2 separate regions of the Sus scrofa genome follow, and region 1 is linked to region 2. The links are chromatin contacts, called in public Hi-C maps. All regions are on one chromosome and are shown on one strand. Each heading gives the region's core, a stretch centred on a gene start, on an enhancer-like site or on the middle of the called end of the contact. The rest is flanking DNA. Distances are from core to core; before and after follow the strand shown. Region 1 holds the start of LOC110261212 (basic proline-rich protein-like). Region 2 overlaps ZFPM1 (zinc finger protein ZFPM1).

What was found. A called contact is a pair of places that touch in the nucleus more often than the background predicts.
Region 1: a Hi-C map of subcutaneous adipose tissue shows a contact between it and region 2, with 2.0 times the contacts expected there. The contact joins the promoter of LOC110261212 here to the enhancer-like site in region 2. A contact is called at or near these places in 3 of 5 promoter capture datasets (fetal liver and liver), 13 of 47 Hi-C or Micro-C datasets (blood, embryonic fibroblasts, fetal heart ventricle and 6 more) and 1 of 2 datasets of contacts at active chromatin or transcription factors (skeletal muscle).

What each region holds. Positions count from the first base shown.
Region 1 is chr6:1,151,423-1,154,927 of Sscrofa11.1, forward strand. LOC110261212 (basic proline-rich protein-like) reads left to right here and starts at 1,947. Exons shown (of 1, transcript XM_021096490.1): 1 at 1,947-2,738. The coding sequence starts at 1,947. The coding sequence ends at 2,738. It overlaps ZFPM1 (zinc finger protein ZFPM1), which reads right to left and starts at 2,550. Exons shown (of 11, transcript XM_021093668.1): 1 at 1,909-2,550. The coding sequence starts at 1,948.
Region 2 is chr6:1,117,570-1,121,628 of Sscrofa11.1, forward strand. All of the region lies in intron 3 of ZFPM1 (zinc finger protein ZFPM1), which reads right to left. Among named protein-coding and RNA genes, the nearest start is that of ZFPM1, 34 kb to the right of the region's middle. Within about 2 kb of position 1,597, at least 16 of the 83 cell types and tissues checked have an H3K27ac peak or open chromatin away from gene starts, as enhancers often do. A contact at or near this core is called in subcutaneous adipose tissue, where this site is marked.

The DNA of each region.
Region 1 (3,505 bases), core at 697-3,196, 34 kb after region 2:
GGGGCGCGGGGGGCGGCGGCCCCAAGGCTCGGCCCCCTCCCCTCCACGCCCGCGGCCTGGTCGCAGGTGAGGCCAGCGCGGCGGGCACACAGCTGCGAGGGCCCTCCGCACAGCCGCGGGCAGAGGGCGGGCGCGCGGGCGCCGCCGCTTGGTGACAATCAGCGCTCGCATCTTAACGCGCCAAGATCTGCCAGGAGGAGGAGGCGCCCGAGGCCGCGGGCCGAAGGGAGGGCGCCCCAGCCCCGCCTCCCAGGGCCGGCCCCCTCCCCAGCCCGGTTCCCCGGCGCGCTGAAAGTGGGCAGCGGGGGCTCGCCCCTGCGCCCGCTTTGGTCCCTGTCCCAAACGCGCGCGGCTCGGTGGACCGGGCTGAGCCCGGGCGCTCGCCCTGCTCTGGGCCTTATCGGTGCTGGCGATCGGTTCCCAACCTGCGATCTCTCTGCCCGCGCTATCTGCATTTCTCATCACGCTGAAACACATACACACACGCACACAGGAGAACAGACCCAACAGACGCACACAGGGGAGGAGGGGAAAAAGAAACCAGAGAACCAGCGCAGATCGGGACCTGTGGGTGGTTTTAATACTTGAGTTGACTTGATAGAAGGCGACTTTCGGAAAACAGGTCCCACTTGCACATCGAGGAGTCGGGTTACGGGAACCGGATTGATGCCTGCCTCCCCCTCTCTGGGACCTGGGAGTAGACACTCCCCCAGGAGCACTGCGCATGGGGTCCTGGCGGCAGTGGTCATGTGGACACGAAAGGCAGTGCCGGGGAGTGTGGGGCTGGCCGGTGGTCTGGCCTCCCTCTTTGCCTTCCCAGCAGTCCCCAGGACCTGCCCCTCTAGTCTGGGACATGTGCCCCCCCGCCCCCTCCCCACCAAAGCAAGTCCCCCGCCCTGGCTTTGGCTGCAGAGATGCGAAGTTACTCCTGGCGTGGGGTGGGGAGCCCTGTTTCCTGTGCGCTGCCCTGGCTCGGGCTGCTCGAGCAGCCAGGCGGCCCCAAGAGTGCGGGGCCCTCTTATCTCGAGGGCATCAGCAATGTGGACACAGCGGCCGCCTGCCCCCACCCCCGGGAGTGGCCTACAAGCTGGATAGGTGAGAAACTTGGACACGGAGAGGCGACCCTGGCCCAAGATGCAGTCCCAGGAGACCCTCCCTGACTTGGAGCAGTCGCTCAGCTAGGAGTGTGTGACCACAAGCTGCGGAGCACACAGTGCCTGTGCAGTCCTTGCCGGGACACAGGGAGGGCGGGACCTCCAAGAAGCTGTCCCCAGGCAGGGAAGGCTCCAGCGTCGAAGCGGCTGGAGCCCAGCGCACAGGCTGCGATAGCTACCTTCCCCAGCCTCCAAGGCACCAGGTTCTGGGCCGGCAGGAGTGGCGCTGGGCGCCAGCGGGTCCCACCACTCAGCCTTGCGCTTCCACACAGTCCCGAGTGCCCTGTCTCCCTCCCAGGTCTCTCTCTTTCTCCCTCTAGATACAAAGCCTGGGAGAGTCAACCGGCCGAGATAAGATCACAATTTCAGCCCGTCCCGACAGAGCGATCTTATCAGGATGGGACTTGCAGAATGGAATATTTTAAACTTTATCTGAGCCCGGATCGGGGCCGCCTTATCGCCGCACCATCTCGGGGAGGCGGGGGGAGGGGCAGCCGCGAGGTGGCCGCGCCCCCAGCCACCCCGTTCCGGCCCTCTGGGCGGACCCCCTCTCCAGGCCGGACCTCCAGTGCGGGAGCCGAGACGCGGGGGCCCGGCCCGCCGGCGGAGATTAGATTACGGCGCGCTTGGCACACAGCGCGGGGGGCGCGGCGCAGGGTGAAGGTCGCGGGCGCCGCAAGAAGAGCTGGGCGGACCGGGGGCGGGCCGGCGGGGGCCGGCGGGGGTCGGGGCGGGCGGGCAAAGTTTGACTCACGCTTGATCTGCCGGGGGTTGCTCTGTTTCCTCCTGGACATGTCTCCGGCGCCGCGCGCCCTCCCGGCGGCCGCCTCTAGCCCCTGGCGGGCGGCGGCGGGCGGCGGGGGCGCGGCGGGGCCGCGGGGCGGCTCATGCCCCCGGCCCCCGGGCTCCGCGGCCGCCCTGGCCCGCGCCCCCAGCCCGCCGCGTTCGGCCCGGCGCCGCTGCGGAGGCCGGAGGATCGGGCCTGCGTTACGGCCGCGCGGACCGCCAGGGGCGGCGGGCTCCTGCCGGCTCCCTGGCTCCCGCGCAGACGCCGCCGCCGCCGCTGCGCTGCTCTCCTCAATGGAACCTGCGGGCAGCGCGCGGCGAACCCGGCGGCCTCGGCCTGGACGCTCAGGGCGTGCGGGCGGGGCGTGCGCGTCACGGGCGCCGCGCCTCCGGGCCCGCCCCCATCCGCTTGCCCCGCCCCCGGCGCAGCGCCCCGCCCCCGGGCGGACCTCTCGTCCCCTCGTCCGTGGCCCCGCCCCGCCCCGGCTGGCCCCGCCCCGAGGCCCTGGCGGGCCCTTGGACTGGCCTAGCTTCCCCGCCGCCACGGCCCTGCCCCGCCTGCTCGCCCCGCCCGCAGGGAGCTGGCCCCGCCCCGACACTCGGCCCCCTGCCCTGGGTGGACCTGTGGCCTCCTTAACGCCTCGTTCGGCCCTGCCGCTTTGTCCCCAGGCGCAGCTGAGATCCAGTGAGTCCCGCCGCTCCGTAGCACCGTGTCCGACCGGGCTCCAGGCCTCCCTGGACCCGTCCCCCGACGCCAGCTCCACCCCTAAGTCTGACCTGACCTTATTCGGCCCCTAGGCCCCGCCCAGACCACGCCCCAACGCCACGGCTCCGACCTCCACGGGCCGTGACCCCGCCCCTCTGCTCTGTAACTCCGCCCCCAGCGAAGGAGTCCGCCCCGCACTCCCAGTCACTGCGACTTGCCCCCTCCGCCACCGGATGGGGGACAGTGAACCCCGGGTCTGGAAGCCTTTGGAGACTTTGACGGCCCATGTTGTCTTGGACCAGATCTGGGGTGTGGAGCGGGCTGTGGCAGGATGGGGCTTCCGCCCAACATCCCCGGCTCTAGCTCCAGGAGAGTGGGGGTTTTGGGGTCTTCTTCTCTTGGGCTCAGATCTGGCTGGAAATCGGGGAGGGTGCAGAAGCCAGAGGCCTGTACCTGCTCCCCCGCCGCAGACTCCAGGCCTTGCTTCTCCAGGGCGCCCCTGCTGGAGGCCCAGGAAGGAGGCCCCTCTGCAGGCTGGGCAACCCCCACGCCCAGTCCCCGTCGGAAGGGAGCGAGGTCCCCAGGTCAGTACTGCCTGTTCTAGCTGGGAGGCACGGAAACCGACTCTGCTGTCCTGGGGATATGCTCATGGGGTCCCAGGGGCCCACCGCTTTCCAGGGAGGCTCAAGGTCACACAGCATCAGAGCTGTCCCTGGAGATCTACTGTATTCTTTTATCCTTTTGGCTTTAATTTGGGGTTGGTCCCCGTCCCATATTCACAAGAAACAGGACATTAGCACGGCTTGGGGGCTAATGAGGAGACATTTGCAAAGAGGATGCCTGGATGCCTGACCAGAGG
Region 2 (4,059 bases), core at 347-2,846:
CCTGCCCTGTGACTACCCGTGGCCTCTGGCACCGGCTGTCGGGCCGCCCGAGTGCATGTGGGCAGGTGTGGACACGGGCAAGTGGCAGGGGTGTCTGTGTGCCATCTGCTTCCTTTAGAATCACCTCTCCCTTTGCCAGTAGAAATGCTGCAGACCAGCAGAAATAAAAAAATAATTGGCTTGCTATCTCGAGCACAGGCGCGACGTCTGTTCCCACCACCCTGCGCCTGTCCGCGCCGAGATTATTTTTCTGGGGTAAGTTCCTGGAAGCCGAATGCTGAGTCAAGACGCCTCCAGCCTCAGCACCTGGATGTGTGAGCGCTGGCTGGGCTGGGGGAGGACGGCCCGCGGCAATGCCAGGCCCCCTGCCGCGGGCCGGGCGCTGGCACCTGCCCTGGGGCGGGGCCGAGGAGGGGCGCACACTGGCTCCGTCTGAAGGGGCGGCAGGACCCCTCCCCCTGCAACTCACAATAAGCCCCCGATAGCATCGCTCATTTCAGGCCCTGCGCGGCCCTTTCGGGCAGGATATGACCAGCCCTCAAGCCGATGGCAGCCCCTTTGTCCCATCTCCAGGGACCGATCTTATCAGCCGCGTCCACGGCCGCGGTAATGGAAACGTGCGGGGAGGAAATAAGTCACGCGGAGACGGAGGGCTAATAATAAATAAATAAGTACACATGGAGCCTGGCGCCGCCTGCCCTGCGGGCTCTGCGCTGAGGGTTAGAGCAGGGGGCTGGCGGGGTGACCCCCGCTCTGGGTCTGGGAGGCCCCCTGCCGCTCATCCAGCCTGTGGAGTGGCCCGATCCAGCCACCTGCTCCCTGGATGAAGCCTGGTGAGAGGGCAGTGCCGCCTCTGTCTCCCCGCAGGGCATGGCCTGACCACGACCCTGATGTGCCCCGGCTGGAGCTGTGTGACCGCCGGGCCCAATGTGCGCCCCGGGGGCCTGCACAGCCCTGCGCGTGCCTGGAGGTGCCACCACGGTCGCACACGGCTCCCCGCCCCCTCCGGCCATCCTCAGCCCTCCTGGTTCCTCCAGACGCTTCAAGTCCGAACCCCGTCCCACAGAGGGCACGGCGGCCCCAAGGACCCCAACGCAAGAGGTGACGGCCAGAAGCCAGGTCCACCCTGGTGCGTGACTGGGGCCCGGCAGGCAGGAGTAATGGGATGGGAACAGGATGGGAACAGGAACCGTGACAGCACAGGCCTGGTGACAGCAGCAGAGCCCTTGCTGCCCCTGGAGAGCGCCCAGAAGGAAGGGCAGCAGCACTGACGAGGGTGACAGTGCAGGCCTGTCCCCGTCCTCCCAGGTGTGCCGCCCACTTACGGGGATGCCCTCAGGCCACACAGACAGGTCGCGGTGAGTCTGGGTTTTGGCCTAAGAAGGAAACTTCTGGAAGGGGCCGTGATCCCCCCCCGCCCCCGAGGCTCCCAGGTGGGGCCTGGCGGGCCTGCTCCTCGGCCGTCTGGGAGGCACTGGCAGGGCAAAGGCGGACGCTCGGACACCCAGCCTGGGGCGGAGGGGGGCTGGGGGCTGGCCGGCCGGGCAGGAAGCCGGCGGGAGGGCGGAGGAGGAAGCCGGCTCGATTAGCGCCCAGGGCTGAGATAGGCTGCCCGGCCACAGATAGCCGCTCCCGGAAGGCGGGTGAGGTCAGCGGGCAGCGCGGGGCAGGCGGCCAGGCCTGGGCCCCCACCCGCCACCGGGACAGCCGAGGACCTGGGCCCCGACCACGCTCTTCACAGGGCACCCCGTGGCCCACACTCAGCCCTGGGGCAGGGTCCGCCCGGCCGAGGGGGGCTGGGGAACCGCGCGGGGCTGGACCAGAAGGGGCGGGCGAGGGGCTGCTCCCCGGAGGTGGGACTGCGGGCTCCATCCCTGCTTAGCCGCCCAGAACCTCGCTGGGCCTCAGTTTCCACATCTGAACTGCAGGAGCACAGCGCCTGCTGCCCATCTCAGCCTCAGCCTTCTTTCCTGTGTCCGCCCTTGAGCCCCTACCGTCCACTCACCACGCAGCCGCCAGCTCTCCCCCCACCCTCCTGGTCCCCCTGCCAGGCCTGGGCACTGGCCAAGCGAGCAGGTACGCGGTCGTCCTGGGTGCCGCAGGGCAGGCTCCCTCAGCCTGCTGAGCTCTCCGTGCAAAGCCCTGGGGTGAGGGGCTGCCGCCTGCCGTACCCCTGCTGAGCCTCCCTGCGCCCTTGCTAAGCCTCTGCACTGGCTGCGGCTCCAGGAGGGCAGTAGCTGATTGCTTCCGCTCGCACCCACAGGGTCTCTAACCGCGCATACGCAGGCGCTCGGTAAACGAAAGTGTGAGTGAGGGCGCGGGTGCGCTCTGCGCTGGGCAGGCTGATGGGACGGCGGTCAAGCCTTGCTAGAGAGCGACCCCCTGATGCCCGCCCCTCTCATGGTCCTGGCCCCCATGGGACCCCGAGGCCCAGGCCTTTGTCAAGGGTGCAGGCTGCAGTCAGAGCTGGGCCACGGGGCCCAGGTGCTCCGGGTAAAGAACCGCTGGCAGCAGCGAATGGGCTGCTCAGGGCCCAAGGCTTGGCCACCGAGCCACAGGGAAGGCCAGGGCCAGGCCTGAGGCTCTGCGCAGAGAGGCGGGCACTGCTGTGCTGTGGGGGCAGTGCTGGCCGGGCTCAGACCCTGCCTGGCCTGGGAGCCGAGGCTCTGGGAGGGCGGGAGAGGATGTCGGGAAGGACTCGGGGCCTGGCGCACGCGGGCAGCCAGCCACCCGTGGCCCATGCTGGCCTGGGCCTGTGACGCCAAACCCCATTTCTAAGACGCCCACTAGAGACTGGCCCCCTGTCTGAGCCCGCTTCCGCCCTCCGGGCCCTGCACTCACCCGGACCCAGCTGGGCACACCTGGCCTCCGCCGGGCACATCACTCCCAGACAGCAGCTGGCTCCTTCCTTTGTCTGGTCTTTGCTCAGACGTGGCTTATGCGGCCAGCTCTGACCACCCGACTCAGAACTGCCTGCTTATTTTATCCCAGAGCCTCAGCCCCTTCGGACATGTGGCAATTTCCCCTCTTGGTTGTTTAGTCTTTGTCTTTCTGGGCACCTGGACTCTGCCAGTACCAGGCAGTTACAAGTGTTTGTTGAGTGAATACACGACCTTCTCTTGTCCATTCCTGAGCTGCAGGTTGCAAACTCCTTTGGTTCTACGGTCTGTCTCCCCACAACACACCTCCCATTTCTGCCAGTACCTGCCAGGTGCTCAGCAAACTCCTGGGAAGGCCGGCCGGCCAGTGGGGCCGCCCGCCCCCCTCCCTCGCTCCCTGGGACCCCTCCCAGGTCCTGCGTCTGGGTCTGCTCAGCTGTGAATGGGGCCTCTGAGGACATCCGTGGGGACCTCCTTTCCCAGGGCGCCAGAAGAGGCGGCTTTAACCTGGCCGCTGGGTCTGGTCGCTGGACCTGACCCCAGGCTGACCCCCGCCATCCACCGTCGCCCCCTCCTGTGCCCCTCCCCCCACCGGCCACTAATCTAAGATAAATACGCCTATCGGGCCGCAATGCCAGGCCCGGTGATAACACAAAATAGCTGAAATGATTTTTCCCACCCACGCACGGCGGGAGGGGACGTGCAGCCGGGCCCTATCGGCCCATCTGCCCAGCTGCCCATCAGGACAGCCCGTCCTGCCTCGGCCTCCCGCCCACCACTGCCCGATAACAAACCTTGAGGTTTGCATAGAAACTCCAGGCAGCGAGATTAGTCAGTGGAGGGCAGCCCAGACAGCCAGCCCGACGCCCTTGCTCACGCTCCAGGGGCAAGGGTTCCCAGCCTCTGGTGGGCCCCCAGAGCCCAGGCTCCAGTTCCCGTGCAGACGCCCCCCGCTGGCCACCTTCCCTGTTCCTGGAGAGGCTCTCCCACTAACCCCCATTGTGCACGGCAGCTGCCCAGCGCCCCGCCTAACAGCCCACCCTCCACTCTACGCCAAGAAAAAGGAAGCATCTCCCTGCAGCCCATGGCCCGAGCCCAACCCTGACCATCTGTGCCCATCCCGTCTCTCCCCAGCATCACTCCGGCCTCCAGTGCTCCAGCCGCAACCATGCCATCTGAA